Linked DNA regions of Mus musculus: region 1 is linked to region 2. A link is a contact called in public targeted proximity ligation data. All regions are on one chromosome and are shown on one strand. The core of a region is the stretch at or near the end of the contact, and the rest is flanking DNA. Distances in the headings are between cores, read along the strand shown. Region 1 holds the start of LOC115489052 (a small nucleolar RNA gene). Region 2 overlaps Hectd2os (Hectd2, opposite strand).

Evidence for each region.
Region 1: a targeted proximity ligation map of hepatocytes shows a contact between it and region 2, with 4 times the contacts expected there. A contact is called at or near these places in 1 of 39 promoter capture datasets (liver), 6 of 484 Hi-C or Micro-C datasets (embryonic stem cells, liver and nephron progenitors), 3 of 130 datasets of targeted methods (the NIH/3T3 cell line, hepatocytes and liver) and 1 of 9 other capture datasets (embryonic stem cells).

Annotation. Positions count from the first base shown.
Region 1 is chr19:36,777,784-36,784,218 of GRCm38.p6, reverse strand. It overlaps LOC115489052 (a small nucleolar RNA gene), which reads left to right and starts at 149; the gene lies at 149-289.
Region 2 is chr19:36,623,042-36,629,716 of GRCm38.p6, reverse strand. It overlaps Hectd2os (Hectd2, opposite strand), which reads left to right. Exons shown (of 5, transcript NR_033510.1): 4 at 4,372-4,494. Among named protein-coding and RNA genes, the nearest start is that of Hectd2os, 63 kb to the left of the region's middle.

The DNA.
Region 1 (6,435 bases), core at 3,474-5,973, 150 kb before region 2:
TTGTTTATTGAAGGCTTTACTCCATTGTGGTGTAACTGGAGTGAGGCATAGCACCACGGTGATGGAAGGACCTGGTGCAGCCGAATTGCTTATGCCCTGGTAACCAGGAAGCAGAGAAAGCTGAAAAGTCTCAAAACAAGATACTTCCAGCATCCTGGCAATGGGTAAGAGACACCTTGTTGGTGGTGTTCTTATATAAGTCAGGGGCAGAGTGGATGGCAGTCTTTTGTTCATCCTAGCTTGATCTCTGGGATGGTGGCCAAAGCTGTTTTATGCCTAGCATATAAAAAAGAAAAAAAAATTAAGTCACTTCCAGGCAGCAGAGCATGGGAGGAGAAAGACAGACAGAGACCTGTTGACTGCCCATGTCACCCACAGACCTACACAGGAGAGCTGTAGACACCTGCTTGCCAGAGGATGTCACCCAGGGGCTCACCAACTTCATGCCTGCAGTAGGAGCCACCACAATGTGCAATAAGCGGGAGCCACCAAAATGTGCAATATATGGTAGACAAATGCAAGAGAAAGAGAAGTGGAGACTCGAGGGTGGAGAGGAGTAACCTGTTATGAGTGGCCAGACCCCGACCTGGGCCATGGTGAGGCCCCAGCCTGAGTTGCCACTGGGTGCCATGTCTCATATTACCACTAGAGAACATGGGGACATCCCTGGTTGGGGCAGCTGCCGTGGACCAGGTGGGTGTCCAGGGGCTGTGCAGAAGAGTTGAAGAGTTGGCTCCACCTCTCACAGGTGACACTGGGCTCTGCACCTCACCCAGACAGCACAGTGGTGGAGGTGTGGGTCAAGTGTCTCCCCTCCCCCCATGAGTGTGGGAGAGCTGGTCCTGGGGTCATGAGAGTGGGTGAGCTGGCCTTACACCTCGCCTGTGCAGCACAGTAGAGCTGCTTGCCCTAGTGGAGGGGGCGCAGGTGAGCTGGATGAGAGTGAAGGAGAGCTGGCCCTGCCACTCGTCTGCCGTGAGATGGCGTGGGTTGGTGGGTGATGTTACCTGTCCCTCACCCCTCACCCCCTGAGGCAGTTGGGAGAGCTAGCCCTGGGATCATGAGGGTGGGTGAGTTGGCTCTTTCCCTCACTGGCAGAAGCACTTGGGAGAGAGGTCCCCACACCTTGACTGGGCAGCACAGTGAAGCTGACTCTGGAGGCATGAGTTCAGGTGAGTTTGTCTGGAGGTTATGAGAACAGGAGAGCTAACCCTGCATGGGTAGAGTTGGGTGGCCTAGCTGGGCTAGAGCTGGAGATCTTGTCCTGCTGGTGCTGATAAGGGAGAGCTGGCGTTCTGACCCCTGAGCTACCACCCAGGCCCAGATCCAGAGCTCTGAGCTGACTCACCCCCAAATCTATTATCTGCGGATGGCTGGGATACATGAAAGGGTCAGAGCTGCTGATCCAAAGCTGCCAGATCTCCATGACAACAACAGGATAACTGGGAGGAGTCCCAGTGAGGATCCAATATGGATGGTGGCACAGGAGCCAGAGATCTCTAACCAGACCAATGACTCACTGAAATGTACAGAGGGATATACTCTGGGATGCTCTCCAGCTTCCACAACGAGATGTTTTCTATGCTTTGGGTTTTTTTCCTTGTTTGTTATTTATTTGTTTGTGCATTTCCAATTTTGGGGTGGGAAGGTTGCAAGGGTGAAGGGTGGATATGAAGAGATGGGGAGATGAGTGGGACTGGGGTGCATAATGTGAAACTCACAAAGAATCAATACAAAGTTTATAAAAAAAGAAGAGATAACTCCCAAATTGATGCTCCCAGCCACCTACAGGCCTCGCCTAAAAGCCAGATGAGGTTAACACACCCAAGATTCAATCATCTTCCAATAGCACCCTCAACTGTGAGCCAAGCCTTCTATAGGGGAGCCTTTTTTTTGTGTGTGTGTGTGGGTAATGCCCCACACATGGCCAATCATAAGAGCAGAAGAAAAGCCCTGTTAGACAGTAAGAGAGCCCAGTGATCTTGGATTACTTCCAAACAGGGTGATGCAGCAGTTACACGGAAGAGGTGACAGCAGTGTTGAGACTCATTGATGAGGATTCAGAAGAGCAGCAGGAACAGAGCCTGGTGTGATCTGGTTAGACCAACGGGAGGTGGGAAATAAACCTGGGAAGAGGGCAAGTTGATAGGCTGACGGGCAAAGTCTAAGTAAAAGCTCAGACTTGGCTTTAGTCTTTGCCTCAAACACCTGACAATGCAGAGATGTATTTGTTATGTCTGAAAGTCGTCAGAAGGTCAGGACAGGGGGCCATGTCTAAATCTTTCTTGAGCTGTTTCAAGGAGAGCCGGCTCTCTGCTTCTATGTCCACGAGTGGTGAATACTGGATATGTTATCTAAGCTACTTGCAAACAAAAAGCAAGGAGCTGTTGAAATCTTTGTCCAAACAAAGAAAACTGAAAATAATGCCAAAGGAAGTGGAAAAGCTGTGGTGATCTATGATTTGTCCTTAGATTGGGATAGCCCAATCGTATGTAATGGTTTGTCCTTTAGATTGGGATAGCCCAGTGGTATGTTACTTGAATGACCCGAGGATAGAGACCAGAGCCATTCACAAGCTATGGCTTTCTTAACCAAATACTATATTGAAAACAGTGGTTAATGGCAACTCACTAGGATGGCTTTGTACACACAGTTTTTATGTCATCATTTTATTCTGGAGAGTTACATGACATTTTTAAGCTCTCTGTTTTCAATTTAATCTTAAATTCTCTGGAATTGCTAGGAAGAGTGAGCAAAGATAATGAAAAAATTCTGAGAAATAAGGACATAATAGAAGTGGAGAAAATAAGTCAAACTTGGTGAGCAGGCTAGGCTGTTTGTCTAACCGTTGAGTCAAAGGATTGATTAGGTCAGATGAGAAATGCTAGAAAGACAGGGGAAAAAATTCCTGGAAGATTTGAAGGACTTTGGAGTTTCTGTGATTACCGTAATTATTTATGTTAAAACATGAGATAATCGTCCCTTATATTAAACACTGCAGTGCTCCAAGGGGTGGTGATGAATAGGCTTCATGCTTTGTCACTTAATGTTCATTTCTTCTTGGGAACTATAAAGGGGAGTTCATTTTTACAGTCTTGTCATTTGCTTTTTTCCCCTCTTGTAGCTAGATGAAAACATCACAGAAAACAACAATAGATCACTTGGCACATATATTTATTTATTCGTTAATTGCATGCATGATTATTGTGCACTGACATTAATGGTATGTCTGTTAGACTATAGTATGAGATGCAGGTTCACATGGCTGAAGAGACCTGGAGAGCACAGATCCTCCAGTAAAGGTAAGTAAGGAGATAAATCAATATATAACTCATGAATCCTTTTATGTCATGAAGAATGGGTTGCTTCATCTGAAGCAGGAGAGATCAGAAAACGAATGGACATCCGGGAAGGTCCATCGAGGCAGAACAGGCAACTTAGTCTATAGCTTGTGTCTGCTTTAATGTACACTCTGCTTTCTATAAGGATATAGGGTGATTTCTTGGTTGATTTCTAATTTCCTTGGGAAAGGAAATTCACTGGATAGAAGTGTTTTGTGTGCTAAGGTCTCAGAAAAACAGAAAAAGGACCCAATGACCTTTTAGAGGTCATTGTCCCATCCTAGGGAAGATCTATAGTGTGATGCAATCTTTAGCAACAGAACATGTGTGTGAGGGTATAGAAGGTGAGGTGGAGCTGGTGATTTTTTTTTTTTTTGCTTCCTCCCAGGAATCCCTGTGAGAGCCCCTCTTGGTTTAGACAAGGCTTTTTGTCAGCCTTTTAATCAGGCAAAGGCAAGCATTATTATAAATGGAAGGGCCGACTATTGAGAAATTTCACAACTCTGTACAGAAAATGAAGTTGTGTTCTCTAACAGCTGGAGCTTCTACTAATGAACGTGGTGACTCTGCAAAAAGATGATTTTAAAAAACACAGGGACTTAATCTAGCTCTTGGTTTATAGCCCAAGCACACAATAAACAAAAGCTCAAAGTTCTTAAGTCTGTACCGATGTACCCATCAGGAAACAGGACGCAACACTCTTTGCTTTAGATTGTGTCCCCAGCATTCCATAAACACATATTCTTGTTTTTAACAGGCATAAGCACTATGTTAAAGACTTCAATAAAAATCTTCTTGCCTTGGCTATGGAGAGATAGGCGAGGTCTTTGATTTTCTGCTTTTTCTCTGTCCTTGTGGATACTTGCAGCCAGATCTGATCACAGCTAATAAACCACAGATGAACTGGAATTACCTTTAAACCAAACACAGCTCTTTATGTTAGGCAATCTATTATGGAGGTGACTTTTTAAGTGCGTGAACAACTGTAGCATGGCTAAAGTTCGAGTGAGATTCCAAACTCATTAGTTGTATCTTAAACATGGTACAGATGAACATAATTCAATTTTTAAAACATTTGTCATGATAACAGTAGCAACTATTTTTCTAAGGAAGGCACTGGAAATGAGTAGAGTAAGACGTATTCTGCTTCTGAGCCAGAGGTCAGAGAAAATAGGGATTTTAGTCTCTACATATTTCTAAACCTTTCAAGACAAAACTAATCTACCCATTTTGTGGAAGTAGAGCCACGATCTGGGATTAATAAAAATTAGACTTATGTACTCTCTGGGATTCCAACATGTCATGAGAGCAGAATCAGCAGGTTTGAGCAAGGCACTCAATCTCTGAAGCGCTACATTTGGTCAGCCGGGTTAGTCCTGATTTCCTTCCCGTGTCCTGATTGGTTATGTTCTATCTCCAGTGCTCTGTCCTGTGGCCTTGTTGACATTGTGAGAGACGGTGAATTCCTGCTTCATTGTTGCTGGCTTTGCTGTGTGACTTGTCTTGAACAGTGACATGTTTTTGTAGAGACAGAAGATCAAAAATGAAAGCAAAATCTCCTTACTTTAACAACTAGGTCATGACTTATTGTATACCAGCATCTGGAGCATAGCTACTAAGGACCTGTGGTCTCAAGAAAGACATGCAGTGTGCTGTTGACTACTTAATGAGATAGTGAGATGCCTGCCTACCTATCCAGATATGAATCTTTGAGCAAATGGCCCAAAAGATAAAACCAAGTATCTTCTTGACTTTAATGGTCCTGCTTCTTCTCAGTGGTGTCATCCCTCCCTGGGGTTTGGCTTTTGCCTTTTACAATGAATTCCAACAAACTCTTTATCATCTCATGCCCATGTTGCCATCTATGTCTTTGTCCTTACATATGTTCAGGGACATAAGAATCTAGAAATCCCAGTGGGTGTCCTTCTTACTGCAATATACTTGTAGCTAATAGTCAAGTAGATATTAGGGTAGATGATAAATGGTACTGAAGAGGATTAAAGATACATCAAGGTAATACTGGCTCCAGATCTGCAGCATTCCAACTCTCCACGCTCAGGAAGTTCTATTAACCAACCAGTTTGAGTGTCTGTAGAATCTTAAAGTGTTTTTTCTTCTTTTTATTTTATGTGTCTGAACGTATGCTTGTGCATCACTTGCCAAGGCCAGAAGACGGTGTTGGAGCCCAAAGAATTAGAGTTATAGACGGTTGTGAGCTGCTGTGTAGGTGCTGAACACTGAGTCTGGGTCCTCTGCTCTTAACTAAGATAAGGCCATGTCAGTCTTATCTTAGAATCTGTGTCATAGATGTATTAGTTGCTTTTCTTGTAGCTATAACAAAATACTTGACAAAAACAACTTAAGGATAAGGGAGTTTATTTTCCATTCATGGCTGGCCATTGTTGGGTTAGTTGGACTGTAAGCCCCTCCATCTTCCATCTCTGTCTGTCTCTGTCTGTCTGTCTCTCTGTCTTTCTCATTCATTCCTTAAGCTCTGTAACTCTAGAGAACCCTGAAGTTGCTTTTCTTTGGAAAGCCAGTTGCATCAGATGGTGTTTTGCTGGGGCAAACACATGAAGGAGTGTTTTTCTGAAGCAGACACAGTTGAAAGGATGTTCTGCTAAAGCAAGCATGTGAAAGGACATGTGATGAAGGATTCCTTGCTAATGACATCCATGCATTAGTCTGTCTTACATGGCGTCGTTGAGCCTCTTTTGTTGGGATGCTATAGAGAGAAATGCACCAAAAAATCTTCTGGTGGTGTGCTGCAGTTCCTTGCTGCTTCCGCAGATTCAGGCCGACTGGCAGAGTGATGTCAACGGATACAGATTTACATGGAGTTCTGCTAAGACAGACTCACGTGCTGAGGCAAAACCCATGGAGGACATGTGATGTTTGGAAGAAGGATAAATAGGACTCAAGGGACTATGAGGGGCCTGCTGGTAAAGCTAGCTATGCAGTGCTTCTTCTTCTTCTTCTTCTTTTTTTTTTTTTTTCACCTGCCTCAGAGCTCACAGGCCAGACACAAGCTAACGCCTCCCTTTTATTTTGGTTTGTTATGAGCTCAGCTGAGGCTCAAAATTTCATGTTTAAG
Region 2 (6,675 bases), core at 2,412-4,911:
TCCAGTCGGGGAGGGGTTGATTTGCCTTTCTCTTTTGAAAGCTCTGAATTCAACCCTGAGAAATAGGAACTGTCCTATTTTCTTTGGTTAAATGTACTGAGGGTTTCCTAAAGTAAACAAACACTGGTTACTGAATAATTGACCTACATTTCTCTAGACTGCTGTGGCAGGTGCTCTGCAGAGATGGTGCGAGGAAGCAGTGATGGAGGAGAATCCAAATCCTTCAGCAAAAACCAAGTTTAGATGAGTCTCCCAGTCTCAAACAACAAGCGCCATCCGCACAGAGAGACATCTTCCCTTCCCAGTATCATTTCTGCTATATCTGGGAATAGAGGAACCTCAGAAATTAGTTTTCAAGAACTTTCAGATACCATTTAATTAAAAGGCCACCGCATGAATAATAAATAATACTCTAGGAAGGCTGTGGATAATTGGAAAGATTCGGGATGGTACTATGGGCACTCCTTATTACAATGTCCACTGTATCTTCAGTGGGACTGTGGGAATGACAATACTTTTGGGGATAGGCACAGCAATAAATCCTGAATATGACCAGGTATTATTCTGTAGATTCTGTGAACACTGCTTACATGGAAAGTGTAACTTTCTGAATGTAATTGAGTTTAGGATTTTGATTGAGTAACCATCCTGGATTATCTGGGTGTTGCCAGTGGTAGCCGAGAGGTTCTTATAAACAAGAGCGGAAGCAGAAGAGTTCATGCTACGTGGCTGCTTTTGAAGGTGAAGGATGGGGTCACGAACCAAGCAATGTAGGCAACTTTTATGACCTAAACAAGGAGAGGAATTAGAGTCTCTGTACAGCTTCCATTAGTCCCTTTCAAGACTCTGATTTTAGCTCCATAAGACAAATTTTGCATTTATGATCTCCAGAGCTCTATGCCAGGAAATAGGTGTTGTTTTAAGCCCTGTCATAATTTATTAGAGTAGCAATAGGGAACTGATATGCCTTCATTCATTTGTCTCGTGTAGAGGAATTTTAATCAAGCAGCACGGCTGCTCTGGCAAGGAATCATATCCAAAGACTTATATGATAGCTTATATCCAAAAGTATATATGATCCTGGAGAATGCAGACATGCTCTAGATTACAGTATGATCTGTTTGGAATACTGACATGCCCTTAGTACACAACTTTAATCCCAAACAATGGAAGTAAAGTTAGTTTGTAGAAGGAAGCTGCCATGTTTGAAAGTGATGTTTAATTGAGGGTCAAAGTGATGAATCAGAGAAAGATTTGACAGAACAAGTCAGAGATAGGATATACCCAGCTCTCATGAGAACAGTACAGGAAAGAGAGGCTACTTTGGAGAGCAGCAGGGGAGGAGAGAAAGAGAGAGAGAGAGAGAGAGAGAGAGAGAGAGAGAGAGAGAGAGAGAGACAGAGAGAGAGAGAGAGACAGAGAGAGACAGAGAGAGACAGAGACAGAGAGAGACAGAGAGAGACAGAGACAGAGAGACAGAGAGAGAGAGACAGACAGACAGACAGACAGAGACAGAGAGAGACAGAGACAGGGGAAGCAAGCAGTTTTACTAGGACAGGTTTACAGAGACAGGTTGTAGGTGAAAACAGAATGAGCCAGTGCAAAGGCAGTTGAAACCAGAGAATAAGAAGGAGGCAGAAGATTAGAGCAGATTGCCAGGGTTAGTTTGAGGCCAAGCAGAGCAATTCAGACAGAAGCCAACAGATGTTGGATTGAATCAGTTAGGTTGGAAGGTTAAATTGTATGGATGCTAGAAATTTCCAGGCTTAGGCCTAGGGATAGTTAGACCAGAGAAAGAAACACTCTGGGCTCAGCCCACACTGTGTAATAGCACAGCTTGGGTACAGCTCTCATCTTTCCCCATCATCTGGGGAAATAAAATGGTGATCATCATCTTGGATGTGGAGATGTCCTTTGATTGCCCTTCCCCAAACCCAGATCTAAATTCAAATGGTCTGCCTGGAGCCATGACACCTTTTCAGTTCTTGATGGCCGGGAACTAAACCAACACTCTTGGTAAACAACACTCTTGGTATTGCCTTCTGGGTGACCTGCCACCCTGTGGGACTCTTCTTAGGTCCTTTGAATCAAGAGGAAAAATGACAGGCACATCTTCCTGACCTCCAGAATGTGTTCAAGGACCTCAGAGCTCATAGACTCCAGGCTTTTAGCATTTGCCAGGGAGGTAGGTAAAGATGATGCTCTTGTCCCTCACGAGGCCCTGGAAGTCACCTGCCTAAGTCATAGAGTAGGCTAGGACCTGAGCATGACTGGGATGGCCATTATTCCTAGTTCTTAGCCAGCTTGTAAGGGGGAATGGTCTGGAACCTTCCACAGGGTCATCATTACATTCGGTGGAGAATCTCCCTAACCAGGACTTGACTCTGGGCCCCACTGCAGGTGGTGGTGGCAGAAGCCAGGATGGGGTCATTCTCTTCAACATGTATGTCCTGGACCAATACAGGCTGCGATGTGCCATGTTCCTTGCTGAGGGTCATCAGCAGGCAGGGGGAACACCCTCACCCTGGTCTTCTGGGTGGTCAGGACTTGTGTGTTTTTAGGATTTCCCAATGTTTTTGTAGGAGGACCAACAGGGGGTGGAGTTGGGAACACTGGCAGCTGTATCCTAAGGTTTGCCACGCAAAGAACTTCCCAAGTGATCCTTTGACCGCCAGGCCAGCGTTTCAGAGGTGAAAGTCAAAGCAGAAAGGTAGGTCACTTGGTACAAAGTAGGGCATTAAAGTTTCCAGATTTTTTTCTTGACTCAAGAAAGATCATAGTCTCTGAGAACCTTGGAGGTCTCTTCCCCTTCTCAGATTTAACTCCCAGATGAGCACTAAGAAGCTGGGCTTTGGCTGGAGCTGTTCATACACTCAAAAAAAAAAAAAAAAAAAAACCAAAAAAACAACAACAACAAAAAAAAACCAACAACAAAACTGAAGATGGAAACAGCATTGATTAGGCAGGCCTCATTGAATGAATGGGCAGGTCACAGATGTTACTGCTAGGTTTAAGTTGCTGATCCCCATCTGTACTGATCTGTACTGAGCATCCTCACGGAGGAGAGGCAGTAAACGCAGGTGTCTACATGGGGACCCAAGTAACTTCTAGATCAGTGGTTCTCACCCTTGTTGCAATTGCTACAGTTCCTCATGTTGTGGTGACCACCAACAATAAGATTATTTTGTTGCTGTTTTATAACTGTAATTTTGCTACTGTCTTACATCATAATATAAATATCTGATAACTAAGATATTTGATATGTGACCCCAAAAAGGTTTTCACTCATAGGTTTAGAACTGTTATAAGATCATTGGAATTCCAAGTACAGGATCTTTGTAAAAATCAGTTTTGGGGACATGGCTGAGATTCTGATATCTAGTTGTCATCAAACTCTACTTCTTCAAGTTACATGTACAGCTAGACAACATTTTGACTCCTTCACATCCATGTATGCTATGCATGGGAGATGTGCACAGGTGCATCCAAGGCTCCCTTCAAGGAAGTCTTGCTTAGAGCTGGCCCCACCCTTTGCTGGCTGCAACTCTTGGGAGAACAGGCCCTGCACTTTGTCTGGGCAGCACATCAGAACTGTGGCATGGGTGAGGAAAAGCCAGCCCCAGATGGCATGAGAAAGGGAGAGCTGGCCCTGCCCCTTGTTGGGGCAGTGCTGGAGAGCTGGGGCAGTGCCGGAGAGCTGGCTCTGGTGTCAATGGCACAGGAGAGCTGGTGAGCTGACCAACTTAGCTTCCATCCAGGTACAGATCCAGGGCTTTGAGTTGGCCCACCTCAACATCTACCCCATCTATAATTTGTAGGAGTGCACGAAGGGACCAGTCCTGCAGGATCTCCATGACACAGGGCAACGATAGTCCTGTGAGTCCTGGTGAGGATCCAGTATTGATAGTGTAGCAGAAGCCAGAGGCCTTGAACCAGATCAGACTCATTGTAATGGGCATTTGCAAGTAAGGCTGTTTGGGCAAAGGTATAATGTGTGACACACTGTGACAGAGCACTTCCTAGGGGGAGATTTTGTTGCTGTTGCTGTTGTTTTGGTTTGTTTGCTTTGTTGTCTGTTTTTTTGTTATTGTTGTTTTCTTTCAGGGATGGGGGAGTCTGCAAGGGCAGAGGGTGGATATAAAGAATGGGGAGATGAGTGGGACTGGGGTGCATGATGTGAAGTTCACAAAGAATCGATATAAAGTTATTTTTAAAAGGGCTCTCATAGGTGTGTGGTATCAGGCAGCCTTGTCATGGTCTTCAGCTGTGGAGTCTCAGCTCCTAACCATGTCAGCCTTGCAGGGGCTGCCTTATTCTTTTATCGCCGTCTTTTCACAGACCTTGATGTCTAATACCTTTGTGTCTCCCCAGACCAACTGGAGTGTCTCCTTCCTGAGCATTCAGCCTACAATCCCAAGGGACTGAGTTGGCTCCAGTGCAGTATACATGGAAGTGGTACTTGCTCTTTGGGGCTTGGCCTCAGAACTATCCTGGGTAGGTAGATTATGCCTTCTCCTTTCGTTTCCTAGATATGGACTTCAATGATGCTCCACAGCATGGTAGGCCCATAGGATGGAGGTAGCTGGAGACCAAGGACAGCCCGCTAACCTGAGCATCCTTCCAGAATTCTTTCTGAGTTAGAAATGAGCATGCATTGTACACAGCCACTGAGTTTCAGCCATGTGTTTGCTAGTTCAGCTGATCTGTCCTGACTACTCCTCCCTTCTCATCTATCTCTTTAGGTACAAATGGAGGAGTTAGAGAAATATGTATCTCTAAATATGAGTGACCATTGGCAGGTATGAGTGGACACTCAAGTGCTGACTATGGCTAGACTTAGGCTTAATTAGAGAGCCTTGGATCAGATGGTTAGGCAGAAGAACAAGTCCTGGGACAGCTTTCTTGTGCAGAGATCTAAACTCCCTTAAAATGTAGTCCAATGCTACTATGTTGTTATCAATAAAAAGCACCAGCCCTGATATGGGCAGCGATCATAAAGGAGGAAATTAAGTTCTCATTCTAACAAAGAGGAGACTAAAATCGTCCCTCCTCCTTTTAATAATAGACCAGGTTTGGGCTGTAACATAGTCAATACCCTTGACTATGGAATTATCCATGCCTTTCAGTAATGCACAGTGATGGATGGCAGACACATGGTATATCGTTGTATATAGGTAGGTGAGGAGTGGTAGATAAGTGGAGATAGAGAAGGCAGTGTCGTCTGGGTGGCTGGCTGCTGGTGGGTACAGAAGCCACGGAGGCTAGAGACACTGAGATGTGTTCTTGTAGTTATGTAACTAGGATCTGGGGTGGGGGTGGGTATTTGGCTCTGGTGAGACATGGAACTCAAAACCTATCTTCACACCCTGGCCCAATAGTGGACAACTACCAGAAGAAGAACATTCCATTGGTCCCAGACAAGGTTTTCTTTGCCTTTCAATGGTTTTACTTTTCTTTATTATGCTTAGAATTCATATACTCAAAATTTTGTCATGTAGTGGGATGGAGGAAGAGGGCACATTTAATGCTTTATTCTCAAGGTTCTGGCATGATCAAACATAGGCTTTTATTATTATTATTAACACTTTCATTGTAACACAAGTTGAGGCAGAGCAGTTTTTAAATATTCTTTTTTTTGTAATTCTTTAATTTTTAAAATTTGTGTATATCCCATATGTCATGGGATATATGTCCCTGAAGACCAGAGGGTGTCTAATCCCTTGGGAGTTCAAGTGACAGGAACTTGTGAACTGCCTGACATGGGTGCTAGAAATGGAGCTTGGATCCTTTGAAGGGGCAGCAAACTGTCTTAACCACTGAGCCATCTCCCCATCTTGCCTTTTTGAGCTCTTAGTATGGCTTTATGGATTTAGCATTGTTTGGGAGGACTGTAGCATATCATAGGAGCCAAAGTTGGACAAGTTAGACTGAACAATGGAAAGCCTTTAATGCAATGCAGTGGTAGGGTCTACAAACAGACTTGAGATGGCTTTCACAGAGATCAGATTAGAACCAGCACAGGGGTCAAGGCCTAGACTGGGACAGTGACAGTGTAAATAGATCCACAATGGATGCCCAATTGCTGGGCCCTGGTAAGGTTATGAAAGGGATAGGATGAAGGAGAAGGAACCATTAAATAGAATGCTTTAGATTAAGCTACTGGGGAGATAGTACCACTATACAGACAAAGGAAGAAGGAAAGGAGGGGCAGGGGGAGGAAACGGGGGAAGGAGATGGTGGTGATGTTGAGAGTGTGGAATCAGTAGGAAATTCGGATGTTGAAGCCTAGGAGTGGAGTTTAGAGAAAGCAGCATGCAGGGCAGAGCAGAAGTGGGGGTTCCTAAGAGTGATCAAGATGCCCACCCTGAGCTTCTTTCCAAACATAAATCTTTACTTGCTCCTGGAAGACATGAAAATAGCCCTCCAACCTCTGTATTCTGTGTGCTGGGTGTGGTGGCTCAAGCCTTTAATCCCAGCACTTGGGAGGCAGAGCCATTTCTGAGTTCAAGGCCAGCCTGGTCTATAGAGTGACAGAAAAACCCTGTCTAGAACACCCCCCCCCCCAAAAAAAAAAAAAGAGTATTCTGTGCATCAAGGTGGATGGGTTCTATCTCAGTGAATCATTAGGGGAATATCTAGAAAAGATAGTATTGAGTTAAAAAAAATGTAGGAAGA